Regions from separate parts of the Macaca mulatta genome. Here region 1 is linked to region 2. The links are chromatin contacts, called in public Hi-C maps. All regions are on one chromosome and are shown on one strand. The core of a region is the stretch at or near the end of the contact, and the rest is flanking DNA. Distances in the headings are between cores, read along the strand shown.

Region 1 (7,367 bases), core at 3,811-6,310, 240 kb before region 2:
CAGAGGTTGCAGTGAGCCAAGATCATGCCACTGCACTCTAGCTTGGGTGATAAGAGATCCTGTCTCAAAAAACATATATATATATATAAAATATATCTATGTATATAATATATATGTATATATAATATGCATATATAATATGTATATATGAAAAGGATTTTAAAAGATAAAGAAGTGAAAATAGAACAAAAGAAAAGAAAAAAATATATATATGGCAGTGAGGTTCTAGGCTTAGTAAATGGGAGGGGAAGGGGTATTGACAGAAACCAGAAGTTTGGCAGAGAGCTAGATCTGTGCATGAAGGAAGGCAGGATGAGTTTGGGATATGTTGAATAAGAAGGTATAGCAGGATAACAGGAAAAGTGATACAGTCTGATACGAAGCAGATGATATGGGGCTGGAATTGTTTTAAAGATCAAGTCTCAAGATATAAATGTATGAGTCATAGGAAGACTGAGATAGTTGCCCTAATGTGTTTGCTGTCAAAGAGCAAATGATAATTAGTATAAATATTATGTTTTAAAAAAAAACCACAGTAAGCTTCAGGCATACAAAGAAGAGAATAATTCAGAAATCATTTCACTGCCGTCACTTGATACTAGTTAATTATACTTCACAGGAATGATTCAGTGGGATGGTGGTAGGAGGAATGTTTCTGTCTGACAGACTGACTCCAATGATCCAAGCAGACATGCTGTCTTTGGGAACCCTAGGTAACCTGAATTGCAACCAAGAAGTCACTATTTGTCCCTTTATAACAAAATATAACAAAAACTACTTTGAACTTTAATAGACCAGGAAGCATCAGGTTTTTTTTTCTGTATTATTACAGTCTGATATGGAGTATATGTATTACATAGAATGAGACTCTGTCTTAAAACAAAAACAAACAAAACATCATGAAATAATATTACAACATTGTTATGAAGTAATACATTTGCCCTTCTGGTTTGTAGCTGTTACTAACCCATAAAGGAAGTCCTATAATGAAACTTTGTTCTGCTGTTTTATATTTCTTGTTAAAGTAATATAACCTCCTAAAAAACTTTGAGTACTGTGGGCATTCACCCAAGTATCCGTAAATGATAAAATCTATATTCTGCCTGGAGACAAGAGTGAATGCCCCAGAAGGAGGTTTAATACTTTATTATTACTTATCACACTTTATTAGAGTACTCTAATTCTTACAAAAAAGAATTCAGAATTCCCTGTATGAAATGCCAAAAATAATCACATTGTTGAAAAAAGTTGTGGAATAACTTTGACTATATCTCATTTTTAATTTTCAAATAATGACCATACTTACAACAGGAATATTTTAAAAATCATAAAGCCCAGTAAGGAAAAATACAGATTTTTTTTTTTTTTTTTAGTAAATTAATGTTTAGCATCTGACAAATATGAGACATCCTTCATGAGGCTATTTCCTTTCTTTTTTTTTTTGAGATGGAGTCTTGCTCTGCCGCCCAGCCTGGAGTGCAATGGTGTAATCTCGGCTCACTGAAACCTCTGCCTCCGGGATTCAAGTGATTCTCCTGCCTCAGCCTCCCGAGTAGCTGGGATTACAGACACCCACCACCACGCCTGGCTAATTTTTGTATTTTTGGTAGAGCCAGGGTTTCACTATGTTGGCCAGGCTAGTCTCAAACTCCTGACCTCGTGATCTCCTGCCTTGGCCTCCCAAAGTGCTGGGATTACAGGAATGAGCCATCGCGCCCGGACTTCATAGGGCTATTTTCAAATTTACAATATTCATTTCTTCTACTGTCTCAATCTTTAGCTGAATCAATGTTGTGCAACTGAGAAAGGGAGAGATAACCTGATCTTTGGATTACGAGAATATTCCACAGTTAGAAGGGTTTAGCAAACATTCAAAAACACTTCATGCCAAAGTTAAATTATGTAAACCAATTACAAGATAGAAAGGATTCGAAATCTTACATTCCTTGAGCACAACATAGATTGAAAATGACACATATAACATAAAATGTTAATGTACATTAAATGTGACACAAAACTGTTTATTAGCAGCATAATGGGTGACAAGAAATCTGGGATGATAAATACGGGAAGTAAATTTAGAATCAGGAAATTTCTACACAAATTTCTAAAGGAATTCAAATTGTATATAATGGGATTATCTTCTCATATGTGAGAGAAAACAGACCTAGAGAAGGTAAGACACTCTCAAGATAACACAGTATAATGAAGACTTTAGAATTAGAACCAGGTAATGTGACAATTAGATCAGTGTGCTAAATCCTCTAGTAGTCTGTACCTCAGCAGATGGCATAAATTTTCTTATTTCTTATGGTTTTTGTTGTTGTTGTTGCTGTTTTTTATTTTTGAGAAGGAGTCTCACTCTGTAGCCCAGGCTGGAATGCAGTGGTGCCATCTCAGCTCACTGCAACCTCCGCCTCCCAGGTTCCAGCGATTTCCATGCCTCAGCCTCTGGAGTAGCTGGGAATACAGGTGCCTGCCACCACACCCGGTAATTTTTTTATTTTTAGTAGAGATGGGGTTTCTCTGCTAAACCCAGGCTGGTCTTGAACATCTGACCTCAAGTGATCTGCCTGCCTCGGCTTCCCAAAGTGCTGGGATTACAGGGGTGAGCCAAAGCAGTCCCAGGTGAATTTTCGTATTTCTTTAAGACATTATTTTATATTCGTCTATCAATAGATAATTACCAGGAACTCTTGCTAAATCTCTAGGTTAGTTAAGTGCTCCTCTTCTGGGTTCCCAGACAACCCTGTACCTACCCCAATTTTAACTATGTAGGAGAACTTGTTTTTTTTGTTTTTGTTTTTACATGCCTGTCTACCCCTACTAGACTGCAAACTCTGAGATTTTAGACTAACCGTTAACCTTCATTATATCCCTCAGTAACTAGCACAGTATTTAGCAAACATCTAATAAACAATAAAAATATATATATAATGGTTGAACTGATTTGACTTTTTTCGAAGGCGCACCATGATCCTTGTCAACTTCTCCAGCCTCACATCCGCAAACAGTGGCATAGAAGTCTTAGTTTTAGTTCAGCACAAAGACCAGTTTCTTACGTACAGCTTTTGTTTAAGCAATCCTTTTCCCTTTACTCCTCCCAACCGCCACAAGACATCCCACTTCAACTTTCTGGAATCATTTTCTCCTAGAAGTTTTTCCTGACTCATGACCTCTTCCCAAAGTTGGATTAATGCTTCTTCTGAGCTCCAATAGCTCCCTGTGCCTTTATCTCTGCACTATACACATTACATCATAGGGTAATACTGCAAACACTCCACCCAAGTTCTTTTTCATTCATGTTGGTATCTTCCAAGATTAGCACACCGCCTGGCACATAGCAGATGAGTTAACAATGTGATTTGAATAAAAAGAACTCGGAACAGGGAAAGAATCTTGGCACACAGTGTGGGCCACATGGAGTGCACGGAGGTGGAAATGCAAATAATTGGTTGTTTACTATATTCTCCTAAGACATGGCTGGAACTAAAAAAACAGAAAAAGCCTTTCCAATTTTGAGGCTAAAGTTCAAGTCACAAAACAAGCAACAAAAGCCTGTTTAGCAAGGACAGTAAAATGGTACAGGGCTATAAAAGAAGGGACAAATTAGAATTCAAGAAAGCAGGCCATTCATACAAATGCAAATAGATTGGTTCACAGGATAATGGGACACCCAATCATGTAAAAACTGGTACAAGCCGGGCATAGTGGCTTAGGCCTGTAATCCCAGCACTTGGAAGGCAGCGGCGGGTGGATCACCTAAGGTCAGGAGTTCGAAACCAGCCTGACCAATATGGTGAGACCCCGTCTGTACTAACAATACAAAAAGTAGTCGGGCGTGGTGGCATGTGCCTGTAGTCCCAGCTACTCGGGAGGCTGAGACAGAACTGCTTGAACTCCGGAGGCAGAGGTTGCGGTGAGCCGAGATCACACTACTGAACACCAGCCTGGGCGACAGAGCAACACTCTGACTCACAAAAGGAAAAAAAAAAAAAAAAAAAAAAAAAAAAACTGGTGCAAAGATGAAAAACAATGGTTAAATTATATATTCAAAACCTGTCCCCCAAATGGCCTAGGTTACAAGACATCACCATTACTTTCAAATGAATGCACAAAGCTTTTCCCTTCTAATTCTTACTGTGGTAAAATATACATAACAGAAAATTTACCATTTTAAGTGCACAGTTCAGGAGCATTACGTCCATTCATTATTGAGCAACCAACACCACTATCCATCCTAGATTCATTTTTAACACACGAGTCGCAGCCGAAATTTTCCTTTCATTAACTCAGCTTTAGCAACATACTGAACTTTATGCACTACAAAAGTTTTTGCCACATAAGGTTCAGAAACAGGGAAGAGTGAAATAAATCAATGATCCTTCATGGGTTTCTGTTAATGGAATGTAACAGCGAAAGGCTTCACTTCATCAGCCCCCTCCCGCCCTTTTTGGCGTCATAAACCGAGAAATAACCAGATCAGCACCCATATCTCCCAAGATGCAAGGACCGGGTCCCGAAAGGCAGTTGTCCCGCCCCAGCGCAGATCCCCTGCAGCCTCCTTTCCTACCGCACAAATCGACTAGCGCAGGAACCGGGGTCTCTACCCGGGACTGCACCGAGGAGCTAGAGAGAAAGGGAGAAACAACATTGTGAGAAAAAAGGCTAAAGTTCTCGAACTCCCTCTTTTTGCCCTCTTCTTGCTCTCTACTCCTCCTCCACCTCCAGGTTCCATCCCTTAAACGCACAAGCAAGCCCCTTTTCTTGGACGCGCGCTTTTTGTTGACGCAACTCTCCCGTTCTCGCGGGAACTTGGGAACGGGAGCCTGGTAGGGCGGACAAATCTCTAGAAATCTCAGTAGGTGCTGGAGCTGGAGGGGCAACTGAAGCTCCTGAAGGGCGGGGCACGGAGCTTGAAGGGGCGGGGCCTAGCCTCAGAGAGGGGAGGGAAGAGGCGGGAGGAGGAGGTGAGAGAGGCCGGGGGCGGGGCCGTGCGGCCGGGGACCTGTTGATCGCAGGTATAGCCGGCTGGCCCGGACTCCCTCGGGACTGGGGCGACTGCGCATGCTCGCTGGCCGCGCTGGGCCGGTAGCCGAGCCGCGGTGACGAACCGGCTCCGGGGTTGCGGTGTTTGCGGTTGCTGTGATGGCGATGTGAGGGGGCCCGGGGCGGGATGGTGCTGACCCGGGTAGGGCCGTCTTCTTCCAGCTGGACAACGAGCTCCTCCGTCCGACAGGCGGGGGAAGAGGCCGACCCAGGCGAGAGGTAACCCCCTTACTGTCTCCTCTGGCTCCCCCGACTCCCGACACCCATGACCCCTCCCTCCGTCCCTCTTTCCCAGGGGCTAGGAAGGAAGCGGCCTCCTCCTCGTCCGCCGCTCGCCCGCCGCGGCCCCTCACCCGACTGCTGGCGGTCGGAGCCTGGCCCCGGCCCCGCTGAAGGTCGGCGGGGACGGCGGTGCGGAGCGCTCTGCGGGAGGCGAGGGGCCGCGGCGCGCTGCTCTCCCGGTGCCCGCGGCCGCCCCTGCCCCTGCGCTCGTCCCTCGACCTGTTCTTCCTGAACCTTGCGCCTAGCGTGTCCCTGCCTTCGCCTGCCCTTCACCCCTACTCCATCTTCGTCGCTCTGTCCCTCCTTTACCCGCTTTCGTGGTTCTGCTTTTTCATCCCGCGCCTCCCACGTGCCTTTTTGCCTTGGTGGTCCCTCCTTGGGAAGCCGCGTATCTCTGTGTTTCCATCCCTAGGCTGACTCCCCTGTCCGGAGCTCCTTACCCTGGCCGACCAGGTTTCTCACTCTTGTTACCTCCATAATTTCTTCCTTGGTTTTATTTTCCTCTCATCCACCTCCTTTGGGTACTTCCTCCTGGTTCCCTTTTTGTTAGTTGCCGATTGTGTTTTGCTTTAGCATCGCTTTGCACTGGAGTTCATTCCATGCCCCGTCTTACCTTCGGAAACCCTCACTCCCTTCGCTTTCCTTTGGTACCCTGCTTCATCGCTTTCTGCCTGATGGCCACTATCCTCCCGTCCTTTTCCATCGTGGACCCAGTGAGTCTCTAATCTTAATTTTTTCCCCTCCAAAACTCTTCCACCCTCCCCCTCATTTGTATAAGTCAAGCCTCTTAACTTCATTCTATGTTTTACTTATTAAATCTCTGAAGACTTCTTTGTGCCATATCCTTCTAGTCGTTGCTGCTTTCTGCCTAAGCTAGGTATCCACTCAATGTTTCTAGTTCATCTTCTAGTTTAGTAACATTTCTTCTTTCTTTACCTGTTGGTGGAAGTATCATCGAAAGAGTGACAATAAATCGGTTACACTTATTGATTAAAGCTTTAATTTCTAAGAATTATGTTTACCTGACATGCCTGGAAAAGCAACTTGAGTACAGACTTCATGAAACTATAACGGGTTAAGACTTGTTAAAGGTTGACCTGCAAACATACACTTAAAATTTGGAAATTTTCTTGTCCTCCATTAGGTGTAGCTGCCCAAGAACTAATCTTAGATGAAATTTAACAGAATTTATTTTATAAAATGTATTATTAATTTGTTTTATACATTTGCTATTGCAGTTGACTGCATAATTTTCCTGAGAGTCTCTGTTCTCTAATAAATGCATACAATTTCTGCTACCTTTAGAATTAGTGTGCTTATGGGAGACATACGTGAGAAAAAGAACTTTCTAAACGGTTTTGTAGTTTTTTTCTTCCATTGCACTGTGATCAAGATTTTGCTTAAATACAACTTCTCTTTACATAAATAATGGTATAGTGTCTTATTTTGAAGGCATCTGCTGAAGCAATTATGTTCAGTGAAGTTTGTCTTTATTGTAGGTTTGAAGATCAACTGGATTATGTATTTCGTTCTGGAATCTCAAAGCAGTCCACAAACAAATTCTTCCTTACGTTGTCTGTGTCAGGTAGGAATTAAGTTTTCTGTTTCTGTTTTAAGAAGGGAAATACCAAGGCAAAAAAAAATGTAGTTCCTTATTCAAAGTAATTTAAAGTAAAACTAGGAGGCTCTGGTGTCATCAAACCAACTTCTTTGAGAAGAACTAGCAATTGTTGTGTATAGTAAGAGATGATGCACTCATCAGCTTTTAAGATTTTTTAAAAATGAGTTTTCAAATGCAAATAAAGATGACTGCGGCTTCTCAAGGAAGCTTGCACTTCCTTCAAAGCCAGGTCTTTTTATTTTTAGGTAAACATTCATTTAAAAAAAGTAAATGCCTACAAATTCTTGCTGGTATTTTTAGTGAGTAGGTTCCTGTGCTCTTAGAAATCAAATAAGGATTTGTGGTGGACAGCAGACAGAAGACTAGAATTTCTAGTCAGAAGATACGAGCTCTTACGATGACTCATGACATTAGT
Region 2 (7,372 bases), core at 1,824-4,323:
CTTTCCTACCTTCACATTCTCCAAACACATTCTAGGTTTCTTGGGCCTCACATCCTCACTACTTCATATAACCCTGAACTTTCAGAAGTCCATACGTGTTTTTTAAAGCAATTCCTTTCTCTCCGCTCCACCCCCATTCACTTGAAAAATTCCCCCATCTGTTAAAAGCCAAGTTTAAGCATCACCTCCTCCGTGAAACTTTCCCAGATTTTCCCAGGCTACTGCATGTTCTGTTCCTTTTGCTCCTAGAACACTTTATATTTGCTATAGACTTTTCAATGTAGTCCTTTTCTATTTACATATTTTTATCTCATAGTAGACTGTAAGCTTCTGATAATTAGTGTACTAGATAGAAGTGGTTTAATAAATATTGGTGAATAAATGCAATGTTGTTTTCTTCCCAAGATGTTTTGGGGAACATGTCTCTTTCTTCCTACTATAGCCTTAAAATACAATCAACTCAAATTTAGATTTTAATAGCCTCTAAGCTGACCATCGAGAACAACACTATTCAATAATGTATCCACTAGTCACATGCGGCTGCTGAACATTTGAAATTCAGCTACTCCAGGCTGGGCGCAGTGGCTCGTGCCTGTAATCCCAGCACTTTGGGAGGCCAAGGTGGGAGGATAACTTGAGGCTAGGAGTTCAAGACCATGCTGGCCCACATAGTGAGACCCCATGGACCAGCAGGGTCTCCAACTCTTAGCTTCAATTTTTTGATAATTTCTTTATTAAGAAATAAATTCAGCTACTCAAAAATGAAACGAGCTGTGTTATACAGCATTTTGAAGACAATATGAAAACAAGAATGGAAAATATGCCTTTTTTTATATTACATCTTAAAAATATTTTGGATACATCGAGTTAAATAAAATGTATTCATAAAATGTATTTTATGTTTCTTTTTCTGTTTTAAAATGTGGCTACTGTATTATTTAAAGTTATATGTGTGGCATGCAAGTATTTCTATTGGACATCACTGTGACCCTTCAATCCATCCTGAAGGTCGTTTATTGGAGGTAAACCTGTATTCTGTTTTCTGAGTCCTTACAGTGCTGCACAGAATTTTTGTAGGGAGGACAGGTACTCAAAAAATGGTGTTTGTTTACTGGTTATGGCAGGACTAACTTTCCCGAAAGATCCTTTTTATTATGCTATTATCCTACTTGAAGAATCTACAGGGTTTTTTTTTTTTTTTTTTTTTTTTTTCCAGGGGCAGGGGTGCAGGGGGGACGGAGTTTCACTCTTGTTGCCCAGGCTGGAGTGCAATGACGTGATCTTGGCTCACTGCAACCTCTGCCTCCAGGGTTCAAGCGATTCTCCTCCCTCAATCTCCTGAGTAGCTGGAATTAAACAGGCATTTGCCACTACACCTGGCTAATTTTGTATTATCAGTAGAGATGGGGTTTCTCCATGTTGGTCAGGCTGGTCTCGAACTCCCCACCTCAGGTGATCCACCCACCTTGGCTTCCCAAAGTGCTGGGATTACAGGTGTGAGCCACTGTGCCTGGCCAAAATCTACAGGTTTTCTACTGTGAATTGCATCAAGGCCAGATTACTTTGTCTGGCTTCCCAAGTCTTCCATAACCCAATCATAGTTTACTTATGCAGCCTTATCTTTCACTCCGTCCTAAGTAGTACCTTTTGTTCCAGTCTGTTTTCCAAGGTACTTGAGGTCTTTACGCTTTTGTGCATGTTGCTCTTTCTTAATGTCTCCCTCCCCAGTCTCCATCTAAATCAAGCATATCTTCAGGACAAGGCTCATAAATTCTCCCTCCCACATAAGGTTTTTTTCTGTTCTTTTGAACTCACCAATATCTCTCTAGTTGCTATGTGTCAGAGCTATGCAGTTTAAGCTCTAATTTGTTTAATTACTGAACATCTTTATTGCCATATCCATTCAATTTAATTCCACAAACATTTTTTTGAGCCCCTGTGCCAAGAACAGGGCTAGGTAGCAATGAGGGTCACTTTTAGGCAGGGCCAGCGGCTAGAGATTAGCCTTACTAAAAAGCGTAAGACCGACTCTTGTTGATTGCCTTTCTTAGCATCTGCCTCACCGCAAGCAAGGACTGTGTATTGGGCTTATATAAGTCCCATATTAGAACTTCCTCATAATATACAACATGCCAAATCATTGAAACTGCCTCACCCAGAGTTGAAACCTCATGAGCCTGGATTAGGGTCTGGGTTCCAATGAAAAGTGTTTCATTTCTTTAGTTCTCTTTCTCTTGCATTAATGATCACTATTTACACAGCTTCTTGTTAAAGTATCACCGTCGAGTATTTGGGTTCCTGGTCACACTTTCTCCCTTATGGAAGGGCTTACAGCCAGGTGTTTCAGACTCTGGAATCAGACTGCTTTGGATTTGAATCTCAACTCCCCCACTAGTAGTTCTGTAATCTGGGCAGGTTACTTAATTCCTCTATGCCTCACTTTCCTCCTCTGTGTAATGAGGACAACAATATCATAAGGTTGGGGAAAGGGTTAAATGAGCTAATAGTTCGTAACAGAGTAATCACTCAATGAAATGTTATCCCTTAATACATGTCACTACTAGATTATTTCTCGTCCTTAAAATGTAAGAGACCGTTTTTCCTCTTTTATTCCATCCGTGTCTCCAGCTTCTAAACTGCGGGCGAATAAACCTCGAATGAGTAAATGACCCCACCCAGTCGCTAGTATTTCTGCATTTCCAATGTTGTGCCAGCAAGAGCAAAGGCAAATGGGCAAGTCAAAGTAGCCTCCTTGTAAAAGGTCTTCCATTACCGAGTTTTACTCGAGGCCCTCGCGGACCATCACATCTCAAAAGGGAGGAAAACCTGCATGAGGCAGTGCCAGCTACTTTTCAGGAATCACCTTGGGCCTTTTTGCAGAAAGATCCGGCAGGCCGGGCCGCGTACGTTCGGCGCATGCGCAGCGCGCCCGGCGCCCGGGTCCCTTCCTCCGCGCCACCCGGAAGCCTCGGCGCGTCCCACTCCCCCTCCTCCTCCCCTCGCCGGCTCGGGTGGTGTTTGCCGGCCGGCCCGGCAAGGAGGCGGGACACGTCGGCGCTACCACCGCCGCCCCTCCTCCTGTTTCAGCTGCCGCTGCTGCCGCCGCTTCCTGGGCTAAGCCAGCCCGCGGTCCCGGCGGCGCCAGGTGCGTTCACTCTGCCCGGCTCCAGCCAGCGTCCGCCGCCGCCGTAGCTGCCCTGGGCTCCCCGCCCCACTGCCGAGATGGCGACGCGCTCCTGCCGGGAAAAGGCTCAGAAGCTGAACGAGCAGCACCAGCTCATCCTATCCAAGCTTCTGAGGGAAGAGGACAACAAGTACTGCGCCGACTGCGAGGCCAAAGGTAGCTCGGACGTCGTCGCTGCCCCGGTCGGGGCCTCTTGCGACCGGTGACCTTCCCGCCGCTGCGGCGTTCAGGGCCCTAGCGGATGCCTCGGCTTGCCGGGAGGCCCCTGCCCTGACTGGAGGGCGGGTGGCTGAGCGGGCGGGCGCGGGGCTCCTGTCGACCCTCAAGTCCGCCAGAGGCGGCGGCGGCGAGGTCAGGCTCGCAGGCCCTGTCAGTGGCCCCAGCCTCCCCTCCTCCCCGACCCCGGGTTGAGCAGGTGCCGGAGTAGCGATGCTCGGACCCTCCACAGGGCTGAGGGTAGGAGCGGGGCTGGGAGCGCGGAACCGGACACGGGTCTGGGCAGAGCTTAGGGTTAGAGAGTTGCCCTCCTAGCTCTGCTCATAGCTATCTCTGTGGGTGGGGCCGCCCTTAGGTCTCGATCCCCTCTTCTACCCTCCGGTGTGACCACGTCCTCCCTCTCCGGTCCGGATTCTTGGTCTCCCAGACAGAGCCCTACCTGCCTGCCCCACCTGACAGCTTTTGTACAAGGCTCTTGTCTCTGCCTCTTGAAAAAGAGTATGGTGGTCTTTTTCGGTGGATTTGAGTTTTACGGAATAAATTAATTGGAGAAAGGTCTTTATTAGTAGTAGTATTGTTTTTTAGTCTGGTTATTAGCCAGAATGAAGAGGAATTTCATTACATGAATCTCTTGGAGGACAGTGGGTTTATATTTCTGAAGATTTTAGTAATTAGGTTTTCTCTGACCAGCTAGTTTGGGAGAATGTGTGGACACTGATTTGTGTACCTCATAAATGTTGAAGGTTCATTTTAAAGATCTAGAGACAGAAAAGACCTAATTTTAGTTTGTTCAGTTGGAGGGCTTCTGCCTCAGCCTTTGAAATAGATATACTATTTTTAGCTGCTATATTTTGTGTTTGGAGATCTGATTTATGTTTAATGCCTTGCAAGTAATCTCATCAGAAACATTTCTAATTTTTTTTTAAAAGAAATGTCTTCTGTAGTTAATAAAAGATTGCGTCTATTTTTAATTGGTTTATTTCGTTATTGGGCGAGAAATAGGGTAGTTCTCCAAAGCAGGAGACAGTCTCTTTGGGGAATGTCCTTTAAGATTTCTGTGTTATTTGACTTAGACTCTTCCTGAAGCTTTACTGTTCTTTCTCAATACTATATAAATGAGTCATATTTCAGTAGACTGGTAATATTTGACTAGACTGAGCCACACAGCATCAGCAGGTTTCTTCACTGTCATAACAGGTACTGAATTACTGGAAGAATCAAGTGGGAATACTGTAACTAGATTATTTTTATGAAGCACTTTTCAATATAGTAACTTGATTGAGTCAAAATTATATTTATCCTGTGTAACCTTTTCAGGTGATGAGTTTTTACATAGTGCATGCCTGGTTCTTGTAATATTTGTTTTCCTAGTAACTTGATTGTGTGTGGCTATTTGGGAGTTCTGTACTGTATTGAGGCTCAGTCGCTTGCTCTTCATGGACTGCACTAGTAAAACACTGAAAAATGGTCTTTTAAAAGGCCAAGAAGAAGAAAGAAGCTGAAGTTAAAAAGTACACATTTTGTCATTTTGAGTAATAACATGATTAAGTAGAGATGCTGGTAAATATTAAATCTGTTCATTAAAAATTGAATAGTAACAGTTTCAGAATTAACCTTCCTTCATCTACAGACATCGTTAAAAATAATTTAATTTTTGTTCAAATTTCTGTTTCCAGAAAAGTACTTTATAAAATCAGATTTTCACTAATGCTTTCTAAAATAATACAGATTTTTAAAAGCCGTTATTAACCATGTTAACTTTTTTTTTTTTTTTCATTTACTCTTTTGGAGTGGGGAGAAGAGAATCATGTACTTCTTAAATTAGGATGAAAAGTTTTACTTCTTTGGACCTGAAGAATAGGAAGTATTCATTTTGCTCAATGTTTGTATTGCCACGGTATATACTGAATGAATGTCTTTTGTATTTTGGTTTTGTCTGGCCTTTTGTTGGTTTACTTGTTTTGAGAAGTGAGGGATGTGGGAGAGAAGAGAATGGTATCAAGAGTACAAGGGTGCAGCTTGAAGGGCATGCACTCCACAGTATAATTTACAAGGATTTTTTGTTGTTGTTGTTGCTACTAAATCTAGAAGAATATTAAAATGATCTTGTAAATTATTTCAATGTGTTATCTTGATCTTTCAGGCAAAAAATCACAGGTAAGGCCACTTGTTGGCTTAATTAGACTTGATTTCATAGTTGTAACTGAAAATTTTGACATGGTAGAGCAATAGATGTAAATATATTTTCGCAGTTTTTGAGTATTTGGTAAGGTTGAAGTACATTATGGAGGCTTTTTTAGTAGAATTCTTGGCTTGTTACATGATTTTGGATCTATATGCTAGGATGACATAATAAATGTAGTACTTTTAAAAGATATGTTAAGGATCTTACTCTACAGCTCGGTTACTAAGAAGTTTCATTCTGTGTATGTATTGATGTTTTCTTCACTGTCTAGTAAATTGCATCAAACTTTTCATGTACTGTATTTCAAAGTTATTTCCCAGTTAACTTAATTTTCTTTCTTTTAAAGAAGCTTCTTCCACTGATCTTTGGGAATATGTACCGAAACTAAAGCTTAGGATTTGAGGTCCCTGTATTATCTTGCCTTATAATAGTTGGTAGAGGTATGTCAATTGGGTTTTGACATTTTCTTACTGAATCACCAGCTTGTGTTTCCTGGATTGACAGTATTTAAGAAGCAAGGAAGGAGAAAAGGATGGTATAGGCACCAGTTTCCTGCTCTTGATGCTGCTCTTACCAAATCCGTTGAACAACTGGGGAATTTAAGAACAGGCAGATGGAACTACTCCTCTTCTCTCCTAGCTGCATTCATGACTCAGTGGGAGTTTAAAGCAGCTCTTGTTGGTTATTAGTTGGTGACACTTTAGGGAGCAGTGAGGACTGAGAACGCCTTGCCAGCTTCAAGGTTAGTTTTCAGTATTTAAAGTGTTGTCTACAGGTAATCCTAGCTTTGATTTTTTTTTTTTTTTCTCCCACTTCTGTATTCTTTCACAGGCTCAGAACAGGGCATCTTGTGCTGGACATCAGGAGTGGCCTGAACTAGTGGGTAGGGCTCCTAGAAAACATCACTGGGCTTGGCAGGCACCACACTGACATACCCCATGCTTGTTAATGTATATTTCTGAGATTTTAAAAATGCAGAAATGCATTCAAGATCAGCCTGGCCAACATGGTGAAACCCTGTCTCCACTAAAAATATGAAAAATGTTAGCTGGGTGCGGCGGCAGGCGCCTGTAATCCCTACTTGGGAGACTGAGGCAGGAGAATTGCTTGAACCTGGGAGGCGGAGGTTGCAGTGAGTAGAGATTGCACTGCTGCACTCCAGCTTGGTTGACAGAGTAAGACTCCATCCCGGGGGGAAAAAAAAAAGCATACAGATAAAATTCACATTGAGACGTTTCTTCCCACTGTCCGCTCTCCCTAGCCCCTGGCAGACACCATTGCATGTTCTATCTCTATAGGTTTGCCTGTTCTGGATATTTCATGTAATACAACATATGGACTTTTGTTTCTGACTTTCACTTAATATGTTTTCAAAGTTCTTTCATTTTGTAATGTGTCGGTACCTCATTCCTTTTATGGCTGAATAATATTCCATTGTATGGACAGACCACAGTTTATCCGTCTATTGATGCATCTTTTACTAGGTTTGATTTTGAGCATATTTAAATTGGTATGAAAGTGAGTCTCTTGCCCATTCAATTTTGGGTTGTCAGAAACATAAGGTTTTTTAACTCTGGAGATTGTTTTGTTTAGCCTGTATGATACTGAGAGGGTAAGCTCCTTGCTCACATCAAACATTCGTTTCTTCATTCCGCAGATCTTGACTTGAAGACACACTGTTAGATACTGTATTAGGTAAGAGAGCTAAAAAAATTTGTAAGACCTAAAGGAGTTTGTTTAGTGTGGGTTTTGTTTTTCCAAGTAAATAATTCTAAAATAATGTGCTA

The links. A called contact is a pair of places that touch in the nucleus more often than the background predicts.
Region 1: a contact with region 2 is called in a Hi-C map of fetal cortical plate, with 2.3 times the contacts expected there. The contact joins the promoter of FAM135A here to the promoter of SMAP1 in region 2. A contact is called at or near these places in 2 of 14 Hi-C or Micro-C datasets (fetal cortex germinal zone and fetal cortical plate).

What each region holds. Positions count from the first base shown.
Region 1 is chr4:115,142,583-115,149,949 of T2T-MMU8v2.0, reverse strand. FAM135A (family with sequence similarity 135 member A) reads left to right here and starts at 5,060. Exons shown (of 19, transcript XM_077999779.1): 1 at 5,060-5,268. The coding sequence starts at 5,177. LOC144340332 (a long non-coding RNA gene) reads right to left here and starts at 4,872. Exons shown (of 2, transcript XR_013416321.1): 1 at 4,752-4,872; 2 at 2,315-4,629.
Region 2 is chr4:114,900,780-114,908,151 of T2T-MMU8v2.0, reverse strand. It overlaps SMAP1 (small ArfGAP 1), which reads left to right and starts at 3,073. Exons shown (of 9, transcript XM_077999773.1): 1 at 3,073-3,340. The coding sequence starts at 3,223. It also overlaps the pseudogene LOC106997989.